3 separate regions of the Mus musculus genome follow, and all the other regions are linked to region 2. A link is a contact called in public promoter capture Hi-C data. All regions are on one chromosome and are shown on one strand. The core of a region is the stretch at or near the end of the contact, and the rest is flanking DNA. Distances in the headings are between cores, read along the strand shown.

What was found. Promoter capture Hi-C pulls out the DNA fragments that hold promoters and counts their contacts.
Region 1: a promoter capture Hi-C map of trophoblast stem cells shows a contact between it and region 2, with 3 times the contacts expected there. The contact joins the promoter of Fcna here to the enhancer-like site in region 2. A contact is called at or near these places in 10 of 39 promoter capture datasets (the 3T3-L1 cell line, 3T3-L1-derived adipocytes, the HPC-7 cell line and 6 more) and 3 of 9 other capture datasets (adipose tissue, macrophages and pancreatic islet).
Region 3: a promoter capture Hi-C map of trophoblast stem cells shows a contact between it and region 2, with 2.5 times the contacts expected there. The contact joins the promoter of Lcn8 here to the enhancer-like site in region 2. A contact is called at or near these places in 9 of 39 promoter capture datasets (3T3-L1-derived adipocytes, the HPC-7 cell line, HPC-7-derived erythroid cells and 6 more), 2 of 484 Hi-C or Micro-C datasets (embryonic stem cells and nephron progenitors) and 3 of 9 other capture datasets (adipose tissue, liver and pancreatic islet).

The regions. Positions count from the first base shown.
Region 1 is chr2:25,625,333-25,629,464 of GRCm38.p6, forward strand. It overlaps Fcna (ficolin A), which reads right to left and starts at 2,642. Exons shown (of 10, transcript NM_007995.3): 1 at 2,417-2,642; 2 at 2,104-2,217; 3 at 1,946-1,999; 4 at 1,635-1,670; 5 at 1,309-1,344; 6 at 924-959; 7 at 680-807; 8 at 102-231; 9 at 1-15. The coding sequence starts at 2,504. It overlaps Fcnaos (a long non-coding RNA gene), which reads left to right. Exons shown (of 8, transcript XR_003954003.1): 6 at 3,622-3,779.
Region 2 is chr2:25,796,283-25,800,406 of GRCm38.p6, forward strand. All of the region lies in intron 3 of Glt6d1 (glycosyltransferase 6 domain containing 1), which reads right to left. Among named protein-coding and RNA genes, the nearest start is that of Gm13539, 14 kb to the left of the region's middle. Within about 2 kb of position 1,614, at least 20 of the 459 cell types and tissues checked have an H3K27ac peak or open chromatin away from gene starts, as enhancers often do. A contact at or near this core is called in trophoblast stem cells, where this site is marked.
Region 3 is chr2:25,650,723-25,655,347 of GRCm38.p6, forward strand. It overlaps Lcn8 (lipocalin 8), which reads left to right and starts at 2,396. Exons shown (of 7, transcript NM_033145.1): 1 at 2,396-2,510; 2 at 3,439-3,569; 3 at 4,023-4,093; 4 at 4,393-4,497; 5 at 4,577-4,625. The coding sequence starts at 2,418.

The DNA of each region.
Region 1 (4,132 bases), core at 1,392-3,891, 170 kb before region 2:
GGAGCTCTTGGTTCCCTAGCAGGATGGGTGGAAGGAAGGAAAAGGCTCAGGCCAGGCAGCGTAGTGGAAGGCAGGTGATGGCCAAGAGACTGCTTCCTCACCATTGGCTGTGAGCAGGTGCAGGTAGTCATTACCCAACCAGAACTCCGTGCCCAGGTTGCCAAAGCCTCTTTTATAGGAGTCCCAGTCTCGGAAGAAATCGATAGACCCGTCCACTCGTCGTTGAAAAACCTGTGGCGTGGGGCAGGGGAGCATGTGGGTATCAGGTTCCTAAGAGCAGGAACCCGAGGGATATGTCTAGGTCCAGGGCTTTGGTTGGTTATTTGGTTTTTGTTGGTTTGTTTTGTTTTTCTCACTCTTATAAAGAACCTCATGAGTGAGGAATAGTTTTCAGGGGCAGGGAGTACAGGGGACTGAGAAGGTAACTGATAGATGATAGTGGCCCAGGGCTGACATGTTTTGATGCATCTGTTATGACTGGGGTCCTGTCGCCCACTTAACTCACTTCACAGAGTTCTAGATCTGGTCCACCAGTGCTTGGGTCTCGCTGGAGGGTGAAGCACCACATTATTTTTTTTTTTTCCCCCTGGTTGCTCTGCTCTCTCCCTGACTTCAGCTCTCCAGAGTGTGGCCGCTGTGTGCAAACCTCTTATGCCCCACACTGAGCCTCCTCACTCACGGTCCAGCCCCCACCGTCCACATCCATGTCACAGAGCACAGTCAGTGGCCGGCAGTCAGGAAGATGGATGGTGTACCAGCCAGTCAGGAAGATGCCCCGTGTCAGCAAGTCTTTGCAGCTCCGGGGTCCTGTACCATGGGGAAGTGGGCAGGGTTGGCCTGTATCTGGGGTATACTCCCTGGGTGGGGTCCTGCTGTATTCTTGAGAGCAGGAAGTAGGAGGGGCCAGCTGAGAGGTCACTTACCTCTCTGGCACAGGGTGTCTCCCAGCTCCTTTTCACCTGGGCAGAGTCATGAGTGTTATTTTCTTCCTTGGTCCCTTCCCATCACATATAACTCCCCTAGACTCCATATTCTACTTGGCATACATGGTGCCGTACCCTCCTGCTAAAGAGCCCAGCACACCCATCCTGGCTGGCCCCATTAGGCTCCTTTGTGTTTGGCTGCTGTTATGCATTGTCCTGTCTGTGACTATACCCAGAGTTGGGATAGGTCAGGGTGCTGGCTGGGAGGCTGGCTGGGCCCACAGATGCTTCATGCTACTTCAGCCCCCGAAGCTCACTCTTCTTCACTCACAACCAGAGGGTAAAGACACTGGAAACGTTAGAAGAGACTATGGGATGTACTTACCCAGAGATGGCGCAGCTCCTGTATCGCCTTTCTCCCCTGGAGGAATACAGCATACTAGCCTTGTCCCAGAGCTGGAATCCTGCCACATCCTCTCCTGTACCCCTCCCAGCTTCCAGCCTCTCCCCTAGTCTGTGAGCCCCCAACATTCTGATATGCATAATGATCCGGGGAGACTTTGGGGACCCCTGAAGTAGTGCTTCTGGGAACACCCACCTTTCTTTGTATTCAAGACTCCCCTTAAGCCAACAAGACCCTAATCCCATATTGCTCCATGTGGAGCTGTCCTTCCTGGTCCCTTCCTAAGGAGACTTGTTTACTAGGCTCACCTTTAACTCCCGGGGGCCCCATGGTTCCTGGCTCTCCTGTAGACAGAAGGGGCATTCTTACAGTGCTGGTTCTTTTTCACTTCAGTGTGTGTGTGTGTGTGTGTGTGTGTGTGTGTGTGTATCCACCTATGTGTCCATCCATGCGAGCAGAACTTGTAGGAGAGAGATCTGAATGCCCAGCCTGTAGGAAGGGGGCAGGCATGCATCTGGACATAGGGGAGGATGGTGTGTGGGCTCAGGTGCTACTGGCACCACTCTCAAGACCTGTCTGGATCTTAGGCAGATAGACCCATGTGAGAATTCCCTCTTACCTTTGCTGCCGGCAGGTCCCATCTTTCCTGGGCTGCCCTGAAAGCCCCGTTCTCCTGTAAACACAAGGACTAAACTGGATCTCATCTCCTAGGTAGGATTGGAGGGAGCTGGGCCAAGGGGAGGCTAAGGGGAATCCCTCTCCCATCCAGATTGCTACCTCTTCCAGCAGGGCTTCCAGGCTCCCCTTTGGGCCCAGGTGGGCCAGGAAAGCCAGGGCAACTTTGGATGACAACCACCTTGTCCTGGGCCCCCAGACCTACGACCTTAACATCTGCATAGAAAAAAAAAAAAGAGGGGTGGCTTTGGAGCAGCATTGAAAACCACAGCTCTCCGTACCCACTAGCATTCATGCAGCCTGTCTCTGGATGTGTTTTCAGGCTGCCCTTCTAAAATGTCCCATCTCCTGCTGCCACATGTGCAGGCATATGCAGGTATGTGTGTGCCCACACTTCTGAGCAGACCCCTCTCACCTGGACAGGCACCTCTCTCCTGACCCAGGGCCTGGGAGGGACAGAGACAGAGCAGTCCTGAAAAGGCCCACAGCGTAGGCCACTGCATTGCTCTGGGTACAGCAGCCACTCCTTGACTCCCTGGCTCTGGACGGAGGCTGAGGCACTGATGAACGAAGTGAAGACCCTCACTGCCTGGATTCCTCACGGCTCAGCTTTTTCTCCTGAGAAGGAGTGCAAGTTAAAACCAGGCACACTTCCTGTGTGTCACCAGATGGCCAGCGCCACACCCAGCAGTTCCCTGTAGCACATGAGTACAGTACTCACACACTCAGCACACTTTCCCAGTCAGCACTGGGGATTCGGGGCATGAGGACACCACCTCCTTCTCTTCCTTCTCCACCTTCCTCTTCCTCCTCTACCTTCCTCTTCTGCTTCTCTCCAAAGAATAGATTCCCAAAGAACTAGCTCAGAAAGGCAAGGCTGGCCAAAGGCGCCTACTGAGCTCCCAGAGCCAAATGCTGAACCTCTCAGCCTCCCATCCATGGATAGCAGACAGAAGAAGCCTTCCTGAGAGAGTGTGAGGCACTGGCTGGGCCATGAAAGAGCTGAGCCTGGCCCTCCAAGCCAGCAGAACCCTCGTTCTCACTACCCTGCCTACATCCTTTTTTTTTTTTTTTTTAGATTTATTTATTTTATGTATATGAGTGCTCTATTTGCATGTACACCTGGATGCCAGAAGAGGGCATCAGATCCCATTACAGATGATTGTGAGCCACCACATGGTTTCTGGATATTGAACTCAGGACCTCTGGAAGAGCAGGCAGTGCTCTTAACCTCTGAGCCATCTCTCCAGTCCTGCCCTGTATACCTTAATACCTACCTACTGCAAAGTCTGGCATCGGCCTGGCTAGGGTTTATAGTGAGCAGGGAATCCATAGGGACCTGAGTGCCTGCAGGCCAGACTAGGCCAGCTATGCTCCCCCATTCCTTCCCCAGCACGCCTCCAGGCTGCTGACCTCCCTCTGTCCCTCCAGGCCGCTGACCTCCCTCTGTCCCTCCAGGCTGCTGACCTCCCTCTGTCCCTCCAGGCCACTGACCTCCCTCTGTCCCTCCAGGTCGCTGACCTCCCTCTGTCCCTCCAGGCTGCTGACCTCCCTCTGTCCCTCTAGGCTGCTGACCTCCCTCTGTCCCTCCAGGCTGCTGACCTCCCTCTGTCCCTCCAGGCTGCTGACCTCCCTCTGTCCTCACTGGCACCAGTTCCTACAGGAAGTGCTCTTTCCTGCCCCAGGCCTGAACCCTGAGGTTCATCGGAGTAGCCAGCTCTCTAACAGCAATGGCTTCCCCCATCTCCAACTGCAGCAAGCTGAGCACAGCCCAGGCGGTAGGTGTTTTAAAAATAACAAGTCTAGGGATGTAAATGAATAAAATAATTCATTAAAAAATGTTAAACCTAAAAGAGTCTAACTTTTCCAGCGTTATCCCCTTTCAGCCAACTTTACACCTGCATCATTTTTTTTTTAGATTTTATTTTTATTTCTGTTTAAAGATTATTACTTTATGCGTAATGGGTGTTTTGCCTGCACATATGTCTGTGTACTAACTGCATGCCTAGTGTCCATGGAGGCCAGAAGAGGGTGTTGCATCCCTTAGAGCTGGAGTTTACAGGATGGTTGTGAGCCTCTATGAGGGGGCTGGCAATTGAATCCTGGTCCTCTGGAGGAGCAGCCAGTGCTC
Region 2 (4,124 bases), core at 364-2,863:
ACAGTGCCAGAAGCTTTGTCATCCCAGTGAGAAGAGGAAAGCAAGGCACCAAATCTCAAACGAGAAAAGTAACACTGACCATAATACAATCAGTCATACTTAACCACATACCTGAAAAGCCGAGAAGAAAAATCACCTAGCATTGATAAGCAGATTAGAGAGAGTAGAATTTACCACGTAGTTCCAAAACATTAAGCCTCTGTCTACATATCAACAACGAGTATGTAGCAACTGGAATTAGAAACACAAAACGTGCTTGCTAGGATCCAAGTTTAGTTCCCAGCTTTCATATCAGGCTGCTCACAAGCTCCTGTAACTACAGCTCCGGGGTATCCAACACCCTCTTCTGAACGCCACAAGCACCTGCAATTCATACACATACACACACACACACACACACACACACACACACACACATATACATACACACACACATAGACACACAGACGCACACATACACACACACACATACACGCACACACATCCTTGGTCCCTGCATATTTGCATACTATGAAGGTATTTCTGAATGCTTTCTCATCCTGTTCCTAGATGCCATTTCTCTTGCTCATCCATCAGTAGAGGGACATTGAGTTAATTTACCCCCTAGATATGCTAGGGATGATGCTCCCATGAACATTCTCTGTAAACAAGTTTTAGTTGTTTTGGGGATGGGTCTAGAGGTAAAATGACCGTGTCCTGTTGTAATTCTATAGCTCACAGTAGTTTCGTGATGCAACAGCTGGACCTGTAGGTTCAAAAGTCATCCTGACACCTTTTATTGTCCTGACACCTTTTATTGTCCTGGCACTTTTTATTGTCTAGCTTTCACATTCCATCCATCTGGTACTCTTCCCATGACACTGGAGGTGAACTGGTGACTCAATGTGGTTTTGATTGCATTCCACTGATGACGTTTCAATGACGTTGTTAAATGCATTCTGTGTCTTTCTTGGGCATAATATATCTTCCTTGAAGAAATGTCCCTTCAGGTCTTTGCCTATTTTTCCTGCTTTTTTGTTGTTTATTAGTAAGAGTTGTTTATCAATCCAGAATAATAGGTTTTTCTCAAATAAGTAACTTGAAAACATTTTTCCTATTGTACAGATTGTCTCTTCAGTTTTTTTTTTTTTTTTTTGTTTTGTTTTTTGAGACAGGGTTTCTCCTGGCTTCATACCTTCATATAGTCTACGGCATTTTTAATTCAGATTAAGCCCAAACGATCTGTATTTCCTTCTGCATGTGCCAGGCTAAGAAAATCCCTCCCCTCCTAGAGCAGTGGGTGTCTATACTATAGAAAGGTATTAAATTTTATCAAAAATTTCTGCATATATTAAAGTGATTATAATTTGTTTTGTTCTGCTTTTAATTCCACCAATACACTGTTTGGGGTGATGCTGTCCACTGAGATCCCTGGTTCTCCCACCTGCAGGCTCCAGCTGTTGCAGGCTCCAGCTGTTGCAGGCTCCAGCTGTTGCAGGCTCCAGCTGTTGCTGGCTCCAGCTGTGGGGGTCCTCTGTGGCTTGCCTCTCACTCAGCACACTTTCATCTCTGGCTTTCCAGATTGGGTTTGTTTCCTAGTGTCCGTGTGCTTAGTGTTATCAGCCGCTTGGCAGACTTTGTTCTCACACCCTGCTTTAGCTCTTGTGTATAAAGAACTGATTCAGAGTTGTCAGCCCAGTGTTGGGCTTCTCCAGGGATGGTTTCTACTAACTCTTCCCTTCCCCCATAAGGACCACTAGGATTGTTCATTTGTATGTTTTCATTTTTTATTAAATTAAATTTTGGGGGGGGGGGTTGAATAATTTTTGTAAACTGAATGTAGCTACTCAAGAGCTCAGGCCTTGCTTCCCGTCTGGGTATTTTTCTTTTGTTGTTTGCTTGCCAGTTAGCTTAACAGTTAACAATTGATGAGACAATTTCCCATAAGTCCTTGGGATCCATAAATTTGCCCGTTCTGCTGGGAGGCTCTGAGTACAGCTGAGTTGTACCATTGTCTCATGGCCAGGATGTGTCCAGGGAGATCTGCTCAACTCCCACATCCTGCTCGCACTGAGCCAGGGGTAGGGAGGGACAGGGGCCTCAGAGCCTTCTCGAGGTCTTTTCTGAACACAGCCCTTCCACATGCAAGCTTTTCAGCCCTGAGTGTCAAATGTTCACCAAGTTTTCCTAAGCCCCCGTGGATAGTTCCAGAATAGCTTTTCCTCTTGAACCCTTTGCTTGATCTATCATTTGCCTCACTGCCCCGCCTTTTTAGTGGTTAAACTAATGCCTGTCCTTGTTTTCAACAGATGCCCCTGGAGAGTTCCTGGTTAGGTCATTGCAGAGCTTTGCAGGTGGGAGCAGGTGAGATAGTGAGTTCTCTAAGCGTGGGGATTTGAAGGGTTTTGTTCTTTTTGTCCTCGCTGCCATGAGACTGTTGTCTTCTAAGGCCATTGTGGAACAAGAGGTTGGCATGGAGACCAGGGCATTAATTAAATACCCCAAACATCACTGTCCGCTCACTGGTCTGGAAAAGAGGATCTGTTAGTCCTTTTTTTTCTCATTGGTTTTATATGGAAGAGAGAAGCTTATACCATCATCTCTGCTGATATCAGCCAACAGATTGTTTTCATGACCATTCTACTGCTAATTGCCAAAGAGCACGAGGATCATTGGGAATTTATGTAGAACACTGCCTCAGGAAACTTTATGCATACAAAGATATCTCCCAAAGCTCTAACTCTCATATATGATGGTGTTGGAGGTGAAGTCTTATGAGTCATTGAGTCATGAGAATGGAGTTTGTGTCCTTGTGAAAAGGGACAAGAGAGTAGACTTTCTTTACTTCCTGTCTTAGCCACAGAAGGTCAAGGGCCCAAGTCATATGCAAGCCATCAGCAAACCAGGAATAGGCCTCCCTGCAGCCTGATTGAGATGTCTCCTGGCTGTGGACTAAGCTTACAGTGGAAGGTGAATTCCGTCTGCCTAAGTCCCCCATTTATGCCAGCCAGAGTGGCCAACACCAGCCCTCTCTCCTTGATTCCAGTTTTACCCAGTGCTCTATCCAGGAGGCAGGTGGGGGAGCACAGAAGTACTGGTCCCACTAGCAGGCACCACTCAGGTCCGTGAGCAGGATGGCAAGTGGATAGACTGCTTGTTTGAACACTGGATGGTCACACAGGGGTCAAAATGTATTACAATGGTAAGAGCATTTGGGGAATCTTAACATGGCTTTGGGCAAGAATTCCACAGTATTGCAAATATGACATATCTTTTTTTTTTCTAAAGTTACAAACCACTAAAGTGGGGGTTTTCAGACTGTGTACCTGTAGTGGCTATTCCTGGTTGTCAACTTGACTATATTTGGAATGAACTACAATCCAGAATTGGAAGGCTCACCAGTGACCCTTATCTGGAGGCTTGGAGATCCTTATCTGGATCTTGGTATGGAGATCTTGAGCCATAGTGGCTATGGATTCCAGAAGATTGAATCTCGGAGTTTAAGGAACACACCTTTAATCTGGGCTACACCTTTCATCTGGGATTAAAGGTGTGGTGGAACACACCTTTAATCTGGGCTACACCTTCTGCTGGAGACAATATAAGGACATTGGAAGAAGGGAGTCTAGCTCTAGCTCTTGCTCCTTCGCCTGCTTGCTGCGTGAGACTGAGTAACTGCTAGATCCTTGGACTTCCATTCACAGCTGCGACTGAATCATTGTTGGGAATTGGGCTGCCGACTGTAAGTCATCAATAAATTCCTTTACTATCTAGAGACTATCCATAAATTCTGTGACTCTAGAGAACCCTGACTAATACAGAAGTTGGTACCAGGAGTGGTTCTAGAGTAACAGAAGTACAAGGATGAATCTTTTAAAATACTGGAATTGGCTTGTTGATCCACCAGCACTTTCAACTATTGAAACCTCTCCAGATTCTCTCCCTCCTGGGAGCTCAGAGAATTTTGAAGACCCATGGTTGAAACTATATTCAGAACTTAAAGAAGCTAATGACCTTGATTTTCTTAATGAATTAGGTGATTCAGTGCACAAAGCTTTCTACAAGATGGGGAAAAAATCGGAAAATGATTTTACTGGCTGGCTGCTCTTAGTATCTGTGGAAAAAATGATGAATGAAAGGAAGGA
Region 3 (4,625 bases), core at 1,146-3,645, 140 kb before region 2:
AGGGAAGACTGAGCACAGCATATGTGGTATCCACGAGGTCACAGTGTCTTTGAAACCAAGGTGCCTACTGAGGATGGGTTGTAGGCTCTAGGCTCCCTTGGGTCTCAGAAATTGTATGTATGGATATATGAACTGGAAAGCAGGAGGGCCATAATGCTAGGTTTTGATTCCCATCTCCTCCTTTGATCTTGGACAAATGGTTTCGACCTTTGGGAGCCTAAGAAATAGGTCAGGGCAGTGGTCACTGTGCTTGAAGACCTTGCTAGGCTAGCTGTCATGTGATTTCCATGACAGACCTCCTGGATACACATAGCTAGCTGCATCCATTCTTTTTTCTCAGATTGAGACACTGAGGCACAGAAGCTGGACAGGTTACTCAAGGTCACACGATGGACAAATTCAGGGGTGGCATGATGTAGTCTCTGTGCTGCTCTTGAACAAGATGTGGGGTACGGGGGTTCCTTTCCAGGTATTATCACTGCTCTCGTCTTCATGTCACAGAATTCCCATTCTCCAGTGGATCTAGTTCTACTTCAAAGTCCAGGCATGGAAACAGGAAGGGGCTGGTTCTGCTCCATTGCTTATCTGTCTGTGGTCCTCAGACAACAAGAACTGGAAGCAATTAGCCCTCATAGCTGCTGCCCTCATCCTGTGCCAGTCACCCAGAGAACCAGGTGCCATCCACCCACATCTCTTTCCCTCACTCCAGCCAAACCCCTCTCTGTATCCCCAAGGGCCCTGGCTTGTCAGTCTGTTGTTGGGACCAGCAGGCCCTCAGCTTCCCTCCCGATGCCCCAAAGTCTTTGGATGGTTCCTTCTAGTGCTCACTGTGCATTCTCTCCTAACTCATCTCTTATGCCGTCCTCACAGGCCACCCTAATGTCTTCTGTGCCTGGTTCCCTCTGGAGGGTGGGCTTCAGTGGATTTCCTGTGAGCTGTCCAGGTCTTGAGCAGCTCCAGGTGGGTCCAAAAGATTAGACTGTTCCTACAGGATGAGGGGTGCTGACCTGGGTAGAGCTGTTTTGGGGTGCCCTGGGACACTCAAGACCTATTTCTCTGCTACACAAGTTGGAGGTTAGAGATTTGGGTCACAAGGTGACTAAGTCATTTTGGGGGTGTCAGTCAGGGAGGGCTTTGCATTCAGGGTGCTTCATGGTCCCTGTTTATCCTGTTTCTTTCCTTTTTATTTGGAGGAAATAGACAATTGTGAGAAAAACTAATATTTTTAGTTTTTTTATTTTCCTAGCGAATGGGAGACTTTGTTTTAGTATCAATCACAAATAAAGTTGATTTTAAAGATAAAAGTTGTCTGCCTTAAAAAAATTCTCTGTGGTCTGAGAGGTGTTTGTTTGTTTCTGAGAGGTGTGAAAAACCTTGTCGTTGGGGCTGGGAAGATAGCTCAGCTGGTAAAGTACTTTCTTCAGAACCCATATAAAAGCCAGGCATGGTGGTGTGTATTTGAAATCACATGGTGAGTGCTGGACAGACAGAGATAGTGGGATCTCTGGGGCTCACTGGCTAGGCAGCCTAGACTACTCAGCACGCTTCAGGTTAGTAAGAAACTCTGTCTCAAAAAATAAGTAACCAGCCAATTGACCAACCAATCAATAAACTAACTAACTAGCTAGCTAGCTAGCTAGCTAACTAACTAACTAACTAACTAACTAACTAATGAAGCAAAACAAATGAAAACACAAAGTGACTTGTACTAAAGGAACAACACCTGAGGTTGAACTCTGGCTTCCACATCCATGTGACTATTTGTATGCTTTCCCCAACCAAGAACAAAGACATGAACACTATATACACAGAGACACACAGACACACAAATACCACAAACATACACACCACACACAAACACCACATACAAACATACATACCACACACAAATACCACAAACATATATAACACACACATACACAGATACCACATACAAACATATATAACACACCACACAGATAGAGATACTATATAAAAAAATATACACACACAGAATGGAGGGAATGCAGAATGCTGCAAGGTATAAGGTATAAGGTTCCTGGTTGGAGACTCAGGCCTCCTTGTTCAGTTCAATATTTTGTTATTGTTTTAAGCTTATTGTTACAAATGGAGAAACTGAGATAAATAGCTTGTCCAGTTCATAGCTCAGAGCGTGGGGCTGGACTTGGTTGGTGCAGTCTTACTGCATAGTTCATCACTGTCCACATGCTAGGATGGAGGCAGCTTAACTGTCATCTTAGCTTGGTCCTACACCTCTCTGGATGGGGGTTGATAGCATTTGAGCAGAAGCTGAGTCTCTGAGCAGCTGACAGCCAGCTTTGTCCAATGACATTCTCTAAGTGGTTGCACATGCTTGCACACTCTCCAAATATAAGCTCCCACCTTGCATAAACAGAAGCCACAAGCCAGGCCCTGAGATGGAAGCTAGGCTGCTGAGCAATGTCTGCGGATTCTTCCTGGTGTTCCTGCTACAAGCTGAGTCTACCAGGGTGGAGCTTGTACCAGAGAAGGTGCCTCTTTCTTCTTGGCTTCGAAGCCCTACTGGGGCTTAATGGAAAGTTGGACAGGGAGGGAGCAGAGTGTACAACCATTGAAGTCTCTCTTCCCTTCCATCTAACTCCTGTTGGTTGCAGCCTAGCTGTCAGGGGCCAGACCTACTCTTGGGGCCTCCATCCCTAAGACAGCAGGCAGTGTGAGTCCCTAGTAGACCTCTGAGGTCTGTGGATCTCTCCCCTCTCTGAGTTCTCTCATGTTCCACCTGTCTTGAGGCGGAGTTGCTGTCCACAAGCTGGTCACTTCAAGGGTCCTTGGTGATTTACAAATTTGGGGTCCCTTCCTGCTTCCTGGTTCATAGGGTTCCTAAGACCCTATCCCTGTGCACTGTGGAGCCAGAAGAGGACTTCTCCAGGGCAGGCAGCTTGTTGCTTGAATTCTTCCTTCTATGCCCCAATCCCCCATTCTTCCTGAGACTTCCAGACTCACACTGTAACGTCAGAGGGGTCAGGTTTTGGGGGATACAGATTATTGTCTCTTGTAACAGTAATGAGTTTCTAAAAGTTTCAGGTGATGTCCTGTGCTCTGAGAACATTGCCACTGCAGGAGATCATGATCCTGGGGAGGCTGAGATTAGTAGAACCATGCTTCATTCAGTATGAAAGCTGTAAGCCTGGATGCTTGCTCCCCACACCCTTGCTGGAAAGGTCTCCTGGCAAACCAGGAGTGAACATTGTGTCAGTGTCTTCTGGAAGGGACATTTCCCCTGGGAAGGAAAACTCGGCCGAGAATAAGTGGCTTCCAGTCTCACGACTATGGATTGCCCCTCAAGCCCATCCAACTGCTGCCCGAGCGTCCCTGAAACACCCTCTCCAGCCCAGGGGCTGGAGACCCAGTTCAGCTTGGCTGAGCAAAGCCAGGGATATCTCTAGTTCTGTTCTCTAGATTGCAGGATTCTGGAAGGAAGTGGCTGTTGCTTCTGACCAAAAACTGGTGCTGAAGGCTCAAAGGAGGGTAGAGGGCTTGTTCCTCACCTTCAGTGGGGGGAATGTCACTGTGAAAGCCGTGTACAACAGGTAAGAGACTTGGGTCACTAGGGATGTGGCCTGCTGGGAAGGAAGAGCCATATATGTAGTTGAAATTAGACAAGGCTATACCTCTTATAATGGTGGGATCATCAGTATGTGGGCTAGCCTTTTCCATGTCTATCTGCTTGGGTCTTCCAACTCCAGAGAAAGCTAGATCTTAGGCTCTTAGATCTGCCTTTCTACCAAAATGTAAGCAAAGACTTTAGATAAAGCCCTATTGCTTTATAAGGGAGAGTGGGTAGTAGTAGTTGCCTGACTCTCTGAAGGAGAGAGGCTGGGGCAGCCCTGTCCCATGCATGGCCCCTTCTGCATAGACCCTAGACTCCTGCATGGTCATGAGCTTGACAGCATCCTTTTTGAATGTGTGCAGCACTCAGGAATGTGCCCAGAAGGTGGAATGCAGGCTGGCAGGTTCTTAACAAGCACTATGATGCTTTTCAGCTCAGGAAGTTGTGTGACAGAAAGTTCACTGGGTTCAGAAAGAGACACTGTGGGGGAATTTGCTTTTCCTGGTAAGTACTGTTGCCTTGTTGCTGAAGTTGCAGCTGCTGTCTGAGCCTGGACATCTCCCCCTGGCCTCGCTTCCTGTGCCCTTCCAAGGATTCTCAGGCCCTGGACTCCAGCCCCCTCATCTCTACTAGTGTACTGAGTTGATCTTCAGAATTTGTCTTCTCAGATGTCACAGGCAGGTCCCAGCACTAGGCAGAAATAGAAAGGAGTTAGATTCTGCAAATCCAGCCTTCAAGGTCAGCTCCCTGGAGTGTTCAGGTCTGAGCAAGCCTCCTTAACCCTGCCACTGCCACTCCTGAAGGTAACAGGGAGATCCACGTGCTGGACACGGACTATGAGCGCTACACCATCCTGAAGTTGACCCTGCTCTGGCAGGGTAGAAACTTCCATGTGCTCAAGTACTTCAGTAAGTTCCGCCTGGGCTGGGCTCTGCCCTGCGACTACCTTCCTTCAGGCTGCCAGCCCCACTCTGTTGTGCCCCACAGCTCGGAGCCTTGAGAACGAGGATGAGCCAGGCTTCTGGCTGTTCCGGGA